Regions from separate parts of the Muntiacus reevesi genome. Here region 1 is linked to region 2. The links are chromatin contacts, called in public Hi-C maps. All regions are on one chromosome and are shown on one strand. Each heading gives the region's core, a stretch centred on a gene start, on an enhancer-like site or on the middle of the called end of the contact. The rest is flanking DNA. Distances are from core to core; before and after follow the strand shown. Region 1 holds the start of RALY (RALY heterogeneous nuclear ribonucleoprotein). Region 2 holds the start of CHMP4B (charged multivesicular body protein 4B).

Region 1 (4,192 bases), core at 1,510-4,009, 150 kb after region 2:
ATGTAAGAGGAATACAATAGGGGATAAGGTCTGAAGAGTAGGAGGAGGCAGATCACACAGGATTTTATAGGCCATGATCATAATCCTCAGTGCCAGCAGGATGCCAGGAGGGAAGATGATGTCACCAGCATAGAGAAGTTTTATAATTGAAGCCATGAACAGGAAGGGATGAGTGCTTCAACTTTCCTGGTGGGGGCTGGTCAGAGAAGACCTCTCAGAGGAGGTCATCTATGAGTTGAGTGTTGAACAGGAGGCATCTAGGCAGAAGGGAAAGAGCAATTCAAGTAGAGAATGTGCTATATCAGAGAGAGCTAAGAGACTGCGGTCTAGTCAAACAAACATGGTAAGGCTAGTACACAGAAAGGGAGGTGAGGCACCAGGGAGCAGCCAGAAACACAGCAGAGGAGGCTGGCAGGGACCAGATTCATTAACTGGTTTTTGATTGACTCATTCATTCCCTCAAGTGTTTTATGAACACTGGGTTTATGCACTAGATCTAGTGACACAGTGATATACACAACAGTCTAAGATTCCTGACCTCATGGAACTTCCCTTCCAGTGCAGAACATGGGCAAAACCATGTAAACTGATCAATAAATGACAAGACTAAGAACTGCCATGAAAGACATGAACAAGAAGCCTAGTTTGGCAAACTAGAGAACATCTTTAAGGTGACTGTTCAGGGAAGATCTTTCTGAGGTTTTTTTTCCTAAACTTTTTTTTTGGGGGGGCTGTGCTGGGTCTTAGTTGCTGCATGGGGGATCTTTTAGTGGCAGCATGTGGGACCTAGTTCCCTGACTAGGGATCAAACTCAGGCCCCTTGCATTGGGAGCACAGAGTCTTAGCCACTGGACCAACAGGGAACTCCCAGGAGGTGATATTTAAGCAGAGACCTGAGGCATAAGAAACCAGCAGTTAGAAGGGGTGGGGGAAGAACACTCTTGGCCTTGGGCTCAGTTGTCACCATCTTTCAAATTTGATTTCTCTTCCTTTTGAAGCAAGAAACGGAGGTAATTAAACAACACAAGTGTAGCTTTAACTGCTGGTTTGGCAGAATCAGGAGGGGTTCATTTCAAACTTGGCTCTGTGCTCAGGAATCCAGTCTCTTAGGTGGGTTCTGGGAGAAGTGATGTGAAAAATCAGTTCAGTCGCTCAGTCGTGTCCAACTCTTTGCGACCCCATGGACTGCAGCATGCCAGGCTTCCCTGTCCATCACCAATTACCAGAGCCTACTCATACTCATATCGGTCCCATCGGTGATGCCATCCAACCATCTTATCCTCTGTCGTCCCCTTCTCCTCCTGCCTTCAATCTTTCCCAGCATCAGGGTCTTTCCAATGAGTCGGTTCTTCGCATCAGGTGGCCAAAGTATTGGAGTTTCAGCATCAGTCCTTCCAATGAATATTCAGAATTGATTTCCTTTAGGATGGACTGGTTAGATCTCCTTGCAGTCCAACAGACTCTCAAGAGTCTTCTCCAACACCACAGCTCAAAAGCATCAATTCTTTGGCGTTCAGCTTTCTTTATAGTCCAACTCTCACATCCATACATGACTACTGGAAAAACCATAGCTTTGATTAGACAGACCTTTGTTGGTAACGTCCCTCTTAATATGCTGTCTAGGTTGGTCATAGCTTTTCTTTCAAAGAGCAAGTGTATTTTAATTTCATGGCTGCGGTCACCATCTGCAGTGATTTTGGAGCCCCCCAAAATAAAGTCTCTTACTGGGATGTGAAAAATACAATCACAGAATCATAAGTCAGACGATGCATGGAGAATCTTATCTTTCCAGCCTTCAGGGAAGTCTACAGCTGAAGCGCTTACGGTCCTCGCGTGCTCTGGGAATCCACCCACTGCTCCGCGGAGGTTGCACTACTGATTTAGGTGAGTTTTCGGTAGGAGAAATATTCAGGAGGCAGGACAAACATCCGGATCGAGATCCAGTTATAACATTTCCTGCACCCCGGAAAGATTAAGTTACTCGAATTTAACATTGTTTTTCAGGTGTAAGTGTCACCTCCTCCCGCCCCTCACGGCGGCGTCTGCGCCCAGTCCCAACCAACAGCGTGGACCCTGGCCCTGTCCGCGCACCAGGCTCCCATGAAAGTGAAAGGACCTGGCGTTCCTTCCTACTTCTTCTCTTCCGCATCCTCCCGGCACCGCCCACCGACAACTTGTTTGGGCCCCCTCTTCAAGCTCCGCCCGCCTCCAGCCCTACTTTCCTCCTCCCGCCCCACCCCCATCGCCCTCCTTCCGGCTCCTCCTCAAGTGGCCACCTTCGGGTTCCCTCCTCCTGGTTCGGCTTCCGGGCCCGCCTCCTTCTGTCCCGCTTCAATCTCTCCTCCCTTTTAGGCTTTTCTTCAGCCCCCGTCTCCAACACCCTCCTCTAAAGGCCCCTACTCCCCCAAGCTCGCCGGGGCCTCCCTCCACTCTTGACCCCTCCTCTGGGTAGGCGCCGCCCCACCCACTCCCCCTCTTTTTCATGCTCGGCCTTCCCGGGTCTGCGAGACCGCCACTGCCTTCCATACTTGTCTTGCGCGCCTCTCTTCTCGGCCTTAGCACCCTATCGGCCCCGCCCCCCCTTACGCTCCGTACTGGTTTAAGAGAGCGTCTATCTCCTCCCGCCCTAGCCCCGCCTCCTCGGGCTCCCACTTCAGGCCTTCCTCCCCATTAGGCCCCGCCCCGACCCCTCCTTTCTCTTCTCCCCGCCGAAGCTCTGGACTTTTCCAAAGCTAGGTTGAGGGGGTGGGAAGAGCAGCTGCGTCTCGGGAGCCAGGCTGTTAGGGCGGGGCTGCGGACGCCGCGCGAGCGTCTCCAGGCTCTTCTCTGGAGACCTCGGCGGGGGCAAGGGGTGGCAGGGCCAAGGCCGGAACAGCGGGCGGAGCCGAGCTGAGAGAGCCGCTCCGGGCACCCCCACCGCCGCGCGCCTCAGTGGTCCGGGCCAAGGGAAGGACTCGCGGCTGCTGGGCTCGCACCGCTGTCAGTGCGGCGGGGTGCGCGAGCAGCGCGGGCGCAGGGAGGGCTGAGCCGAGAGAAACCGAGGGGGCGACGGGGGCGACTCCCGCGCGTGTGCTCAGCTCCTCACGCTGCGGCCGGGGCCGCTTTCTTCCTCCCTCCCTCGCTCCCGCCCTTCCGCCCGCGAGTGCGGCGGCACCGCCTCCTTCCGCGCCGCGCGGCTTCCTCCAGACCTCTCAGAGCGGGTGAGTGGGGGCCGCGGGCGTCTCCTTCAAGGTGCGGGGAGTGGGTGCTCCTGGTTCCTTTTCGGTCACCCACCTCTTCGCGCGGACCGCTGCCTATTTTTAGAAACTCTTTTCGGCCCTTCTGGGAGTCCGGGAGCCGGAGTAACTCCCAGCCCCCCCTCCCCCGCACCTTCCCCTCCACTCGGCCCCGCCGCCTTGGGTCGCCGGCCGGGCCCGCCCGCTCCCGCTCCCGGCCACCCTGGCGTTCCCTGCCCGCCTCCTCTCCGCGGGCCGGGCCTGGGCCAGGAGTTGGCGGGGTGGGCCTGCGCCCGCTCGGAAGTTGGAGTCTTTTGTGCTCGCGCCCCGCCCCGCCCGCCGAGGGGAGGAGGGGGGAGTGGAGGCCGCGCCGGGGAGGCCTCGGGCGGGCCCGGCCCCGGCTCCGGCCCATAGCTGGGGCATTTTCCGACTCTCCCTCCCGGGCTGGGTCTGCGGGGTCCCCGAGGCGCGCAAAACTGGACCCGCTTGGCTCCCTAAGGACCTGAGTGCCTCCTCGGTCCCCGCCTCTCCCGGTCCTGGGCTCGTGGCACACCTTGGGCTTCTTAGAGGAACAACAGCAGGCCCTCGAGCTGGGGCCGCGCGCCGCAGTTCACGCAGCCTCTTCCCGGCCGAGCCTCAGTTTGCCTTTCAGTGAACCGGGAGAAAGAAAGTCGCCTTGCAGGGTATTTTGTGGATTCAGGGAGGAAACTGATGTGTGAGAGAAGTGTTTAATACCAACAGGTAACATTTAACGGACTTGACGCAGGAACTTCGGCAGCTGTTCCATAGAATGCTCAAGACGGCCTTCTGAGGTTACCCCCATTTACAAAAACAGAAATCAAGGCTCCGAGAGGTTAAAGAATATGTTCCAAATCACAGTGTGTAGCCACCGAAGTGTAAAGCCGTAGTGCTGGTGTCTGTTATTTATTTCTTAGTGTGCGCTTGTGTAATCTCTTAGTGCAGAACGGATTTGGAGT
Region 2 (4,094 bases), core at 994-3,493:
ATTAGATGACTTGACGGAAACCTCCCTGTTTTTCTGTTTTTTATTTTGATAAAAATACTGTCGTCATTGTTTAGCCGCTCAATAGTGTCTGACTCTTTTGTGACCTGATGGGACTGTAGCCCACTAGGCTCCTCTGTCCCTGGGGTTTCCCAGGCAAGATCACTCGAGTGCGTTGCCATTTCCTTCTCCAGCGGATCTTCCAGACTCAGGGATCAAACCCAAGTCTCCTGCATTGCTGGCAGATTCTCTACCGCAGAGCCACTGGCAAAGCTAGTTAAAATACTGCAATGTCTCAATTACAAAACAAACTCAAGTCTGGCTTATGTTTCACAATTTATGTTGCTGAGAATTCTTGACAATTCTAGCATGTCTCTTACATTTGAAAAAGTGTTTCCAACCTGGAAAGTTGGGTGAGATGGACTCTCTCATCCTCTGGGAATAGTTACCTATAGGTGCAGGCTGGGGTTGTGGCAGCTACAGCAACAAAATATCAAGGACCACATTCAAAACTTGTTTTTGTTTATATGTAGATAATAGTCTGGGAGGAGACAAGACTAATATATGTGAAATAATAGAGAAGTTCCATTAAGCTCTCATTTATCTGAAACTGTTCCTAGGCAACAGAGTCCAGGCAGGAAGTGATTAAAAAAAAAAAAGAAGTTAAGTTTTTCTTCATAGGCAAGCACTTCAGCTCCTCATTCACAACAGGTGTATTTAGAACTGGTTTACTAATGCAAAAGACTGGAAGAAGCAAATTAGATTTGTGGGCTTGAGGGAAATATTAGCTACTAGACACACTGATAATAGAGAAATGATTCTTGACAGTAAAAGACAAAGGAAAACAATGATATGTGAACCCATAACCAGTTGGCCTTTGTAATGAATGGGCAAGAAAATGAAATAAAAACAACCCTCAATACTTCTGCTACTTTTGAAAGTTTTGAGTCTTGTCCTGGTTTAATTGCTATTGTGCATAATGATGACCTAGAATAAAATACACATTTCTGAGCACCTACTGTGCTAGGCCTATGCTAAGTAAGCATCTAACACTCCCTATCTCACACAAGCTCAGAGGTGGTCCTGTTATCTCCAGTTTACAGTTTTGGAAAGGGTCGTACACAGAGGAAGGGAAGTAACGTGTCCAAGTAAGTATTCAAGGAGGGTTCTGAACCTTTGCAGTCTAGCTTTGCTGTTAGAAGAGAAGTAAGAACTAGGTTTCAAAGAATCAGTTAGGTGAATAAAGCATAGAAAGGCATTGCAGGTAGAGGAACAGCGTATGTGAAGACATGGCTAGTAAGTTAAGCTAGTCAGCCACTCCATTTCTGAGTCTTGGTTGTTGCTGTTCAGTTGCTAAGGTGTACCTAAATTTTTGCGAACCCCTTGGGCAGTAGCCAACCAGGATCTTCTGTCCATGGGATTCTCCAGGCAAGAATGCTGGAGTGGGTTGCCGTTTCCTCCTCCAGGGGATCTTCTCCAACCAGTGACTGGCCTGTATCTCTTATTTAGCAGGTGAATTCTTTACTACTGAGCCACCTGGGAAACCTGAGTCTTGTTACTCACCTACAAAATCGTAAGTATATCCTAAAGGAGATCAGTCCTGGGTGTTCACTGGAGAGACTGATGTTGAAGCTAAAACTCCAATACTTTGGCCACCGGATGCGGAGAGCTGACTCATTTGAAAAGACCCTGATGCTGGGAAAGATTGAGGGCAGGAAGAGAAAGGGACGACAGAGGATGAGATGGTTGGATGCCATCACCGACTCAATGGACACGGGTTTGGGTGGACTCCGGGAGTTGGTGATGGACAGGGAGGCCTGGCGTACTGCGGTTCAAGAGGTCGCAAAGACTCGGACACGACTAAGCGACTGAACTGAAAATAGTAAGAGTATTCTCTCTCACAAGCTTGTGATAATTAAATGTGATAATGCAAGTAAAGCACTTTTCACAATGCTTGGATCATAGAAAGTGCATAACTTTACTTACTGTTTTATAAAATATTCTTACTTCTCTTCTTGTTTTTCTACCCGCCCCCCCCACCACAAAACTAGTTCCAAGGAGACTACATTTCCCAGCATGCAATCCTGCCCTTTGATCCTAGCTAGACCAAAAAGACGCGCCGCCGAGTGCCTTCAGCCGGAAGACTATAGCCTCCCGGCATGCAGCGCGCCTCCGTCCATTAGCTTTGAAGCACGGCCGGCGCGTTGCCCACCGGGAGTTGTAGTCAGCGGCGTGTTTCCCTGACGCCTGCCGGGCCGGGCGTGGGGGCCTGTGGGAGGTGGCGCGGTCGGGCCCAGCTGCGGGGCGGAGGTGGCGGAGAGGCCTGCGGCGGCAGGGAGTGCCGGGAAGAAGAGCGGGTGCCGGAGCCGAGCCGAGCCGAGCCGAGCCGAGCCGGAGCGGGCGGCGCAGGCCGGCGCGGCTAGCAGCAACCATGTCGGTGTTCGGGAAGCTGTTCGGGGCTGGAGGGGGTAAGGCCGGCAAGGGCGGCCCGACCCCCCAGGAGGCCATCCAGAGGCTTCGGGACACGGAGGAGATGCTAAGTAAGAAGCAGGAATTCCTGGAGAAGAAGATCGAGCAGGAGCTGACGGCTGCCAAGAAGCACGGCACTAAAAACAAGCGCGGTGAGTCGGCCGGGCCCCCTCTGACTGCCTTGGCCGGACTCTACCTTCGTCAGACTTGCTCCAGTGTTTGCTCGGATCCTGGAACTCTTAGCTTGTCAGACTCCCTTCCTTGCCTTCCTGGGTCCGGGACCCTTCCCCATCTGACTCCCTTCAGTGTCTCCCGGAGCCTTGGACTCATCCATCATCACACTGTCATTCCAGCCCTCTCGTCTCAGGCTCTCCCCACTCTGCCAGGCCCCTTCAGACCCTAATTTCACAGCACTTCTTCCTCTTCTTCTTCCACCTTCACTCTCTTTCCCTTCCGCCTTTTCCTCCTCCCTCTTGCCTGCTCTCACCCCCCAACCCCCCTTCGCAGATGCTGCCGTTGCCTCCTTGGCTCATTTCATCCCTGCCTCCCAACACTTGTGTCCTTCCTGGTCTCACCCCTGCTCTCTCCCGATTCCTCTGTGGAGTCCATGAGCTGTCCCTGGCCTGTCCCCATCTCCTGACTCAGAATTCTCCTTGAAAGGCTAGATGGAGAGAAAAGGGAACTTGGGGAGAGGAGACTCCCTGGTTCCCGCTCTGTTCACTTGCTGAGTGAACTTGAACAAGTTACTTTTCTTCTTGAACCTCATTTCCCCCGTCCATGAGGCAGGGTTTGTCCTCTGTAGGCCTAAAGTGCCTTCCAGCTCTTGTGATTCACTTCTTGTTGCTTTATCAGAGTTTCACGTAGCGCAAGCCTTCACCCGGTGACTCACCGCTTCTGGATCCCTGTGTACCAGAAATAAGGATTCCTTTCCTCTATTGGCCCTGACTCCTCCCCCAGTTCCCACTATTGTGGTTCTGGGCGGGGCTGTTGAACTCTGAGGCACTTTACTTACTGTTGTATGGCTTTCTGGGCTAGTGGTTTGTATTCCTCTTAAGTCAGTGAATGTAAAAATGCTTTAATAACTATAAAGCAGTTTAGAAATATTTGATTTTTCTCGTTGTTACGACAATAGGAGGGTGAACCGTAGCATGACAACCCTTCCCCTGAGAAACTGGAAAGGTGAGAGGGGTTTAGGAGCTTTACAAACAAGTATTTAACTGAGAAATCTGCAAGTCACTAGCTGTGTGACCTTGAGCTTGTGAATTTACCTCTGAAAGGAAGATCGTGGATTTACAGTGCCCAGCATATAGTAGGGTTAATTAGATGTTTTCATCATTCTAACAGAGGAGTGGAATAACCCATCCTGAGGATGCTCATTTGCTGATGATAGTCAACAGATACTCTGGAAATTCTTTTGCATGGTATTCAGAGGGTAAACAGAACACAGCTTCCACCCTTATGAGGGAGAAAACAGGAATATAGATGAAGAAAATATTGTCTAGTGGTGGAAAGTGCTAAAAAAAAAAAAACCAAAACAGATTGGGAGTGATGGGCTGGGAAGGGGTGCCACTCTAGATAAGGTGGTCAGGGAAGTCCTCTTGGAAAAGGTCAAGTTTGAACTGAACCTT

Evidence for each region. Hi-C and Micro-C count contacts between places; a contact is called where the count stands out from the background.
Region 1: a Hi-C map of muscle shows a contact between it and region 2, with 4 times the contacts expected there. The contact joins the promoter of RALY here to the promoter of CHMP4B in region 2. A contact is called at or near these places in 2 of 3 Hi-C or Micro-C datasets (blood and muscle).

What each region holds. Positions count from the first base shown.
Region 1 is chr2:61,729,087-61,733,278 of mMunRee1.1, forward strand. It overlaps RALY (RALY heterogeneous nuclear ribonucleoprotein), which reads left to right and starts at 2,760. Exons shown (of 9, transcript XM_065921844.1): 1 at 2,760-3,200.
Region 2 is chr2:61,583,310-61,587,403 of mMunRee1.1, forward strand. CHMP4B (charged multivesicular body protein 4B) reads left to right here and starts at 2,244. Exons shown (of 5, transcript XM_065921840.1): 1 at 2,244-2,618. The coding sequence starts at 2,429. ZNF341 (zinc finger protein 341) reads left to right here. Exons shown (of 16, transcript XR_010661471.1): 16 at 1,507-2,142.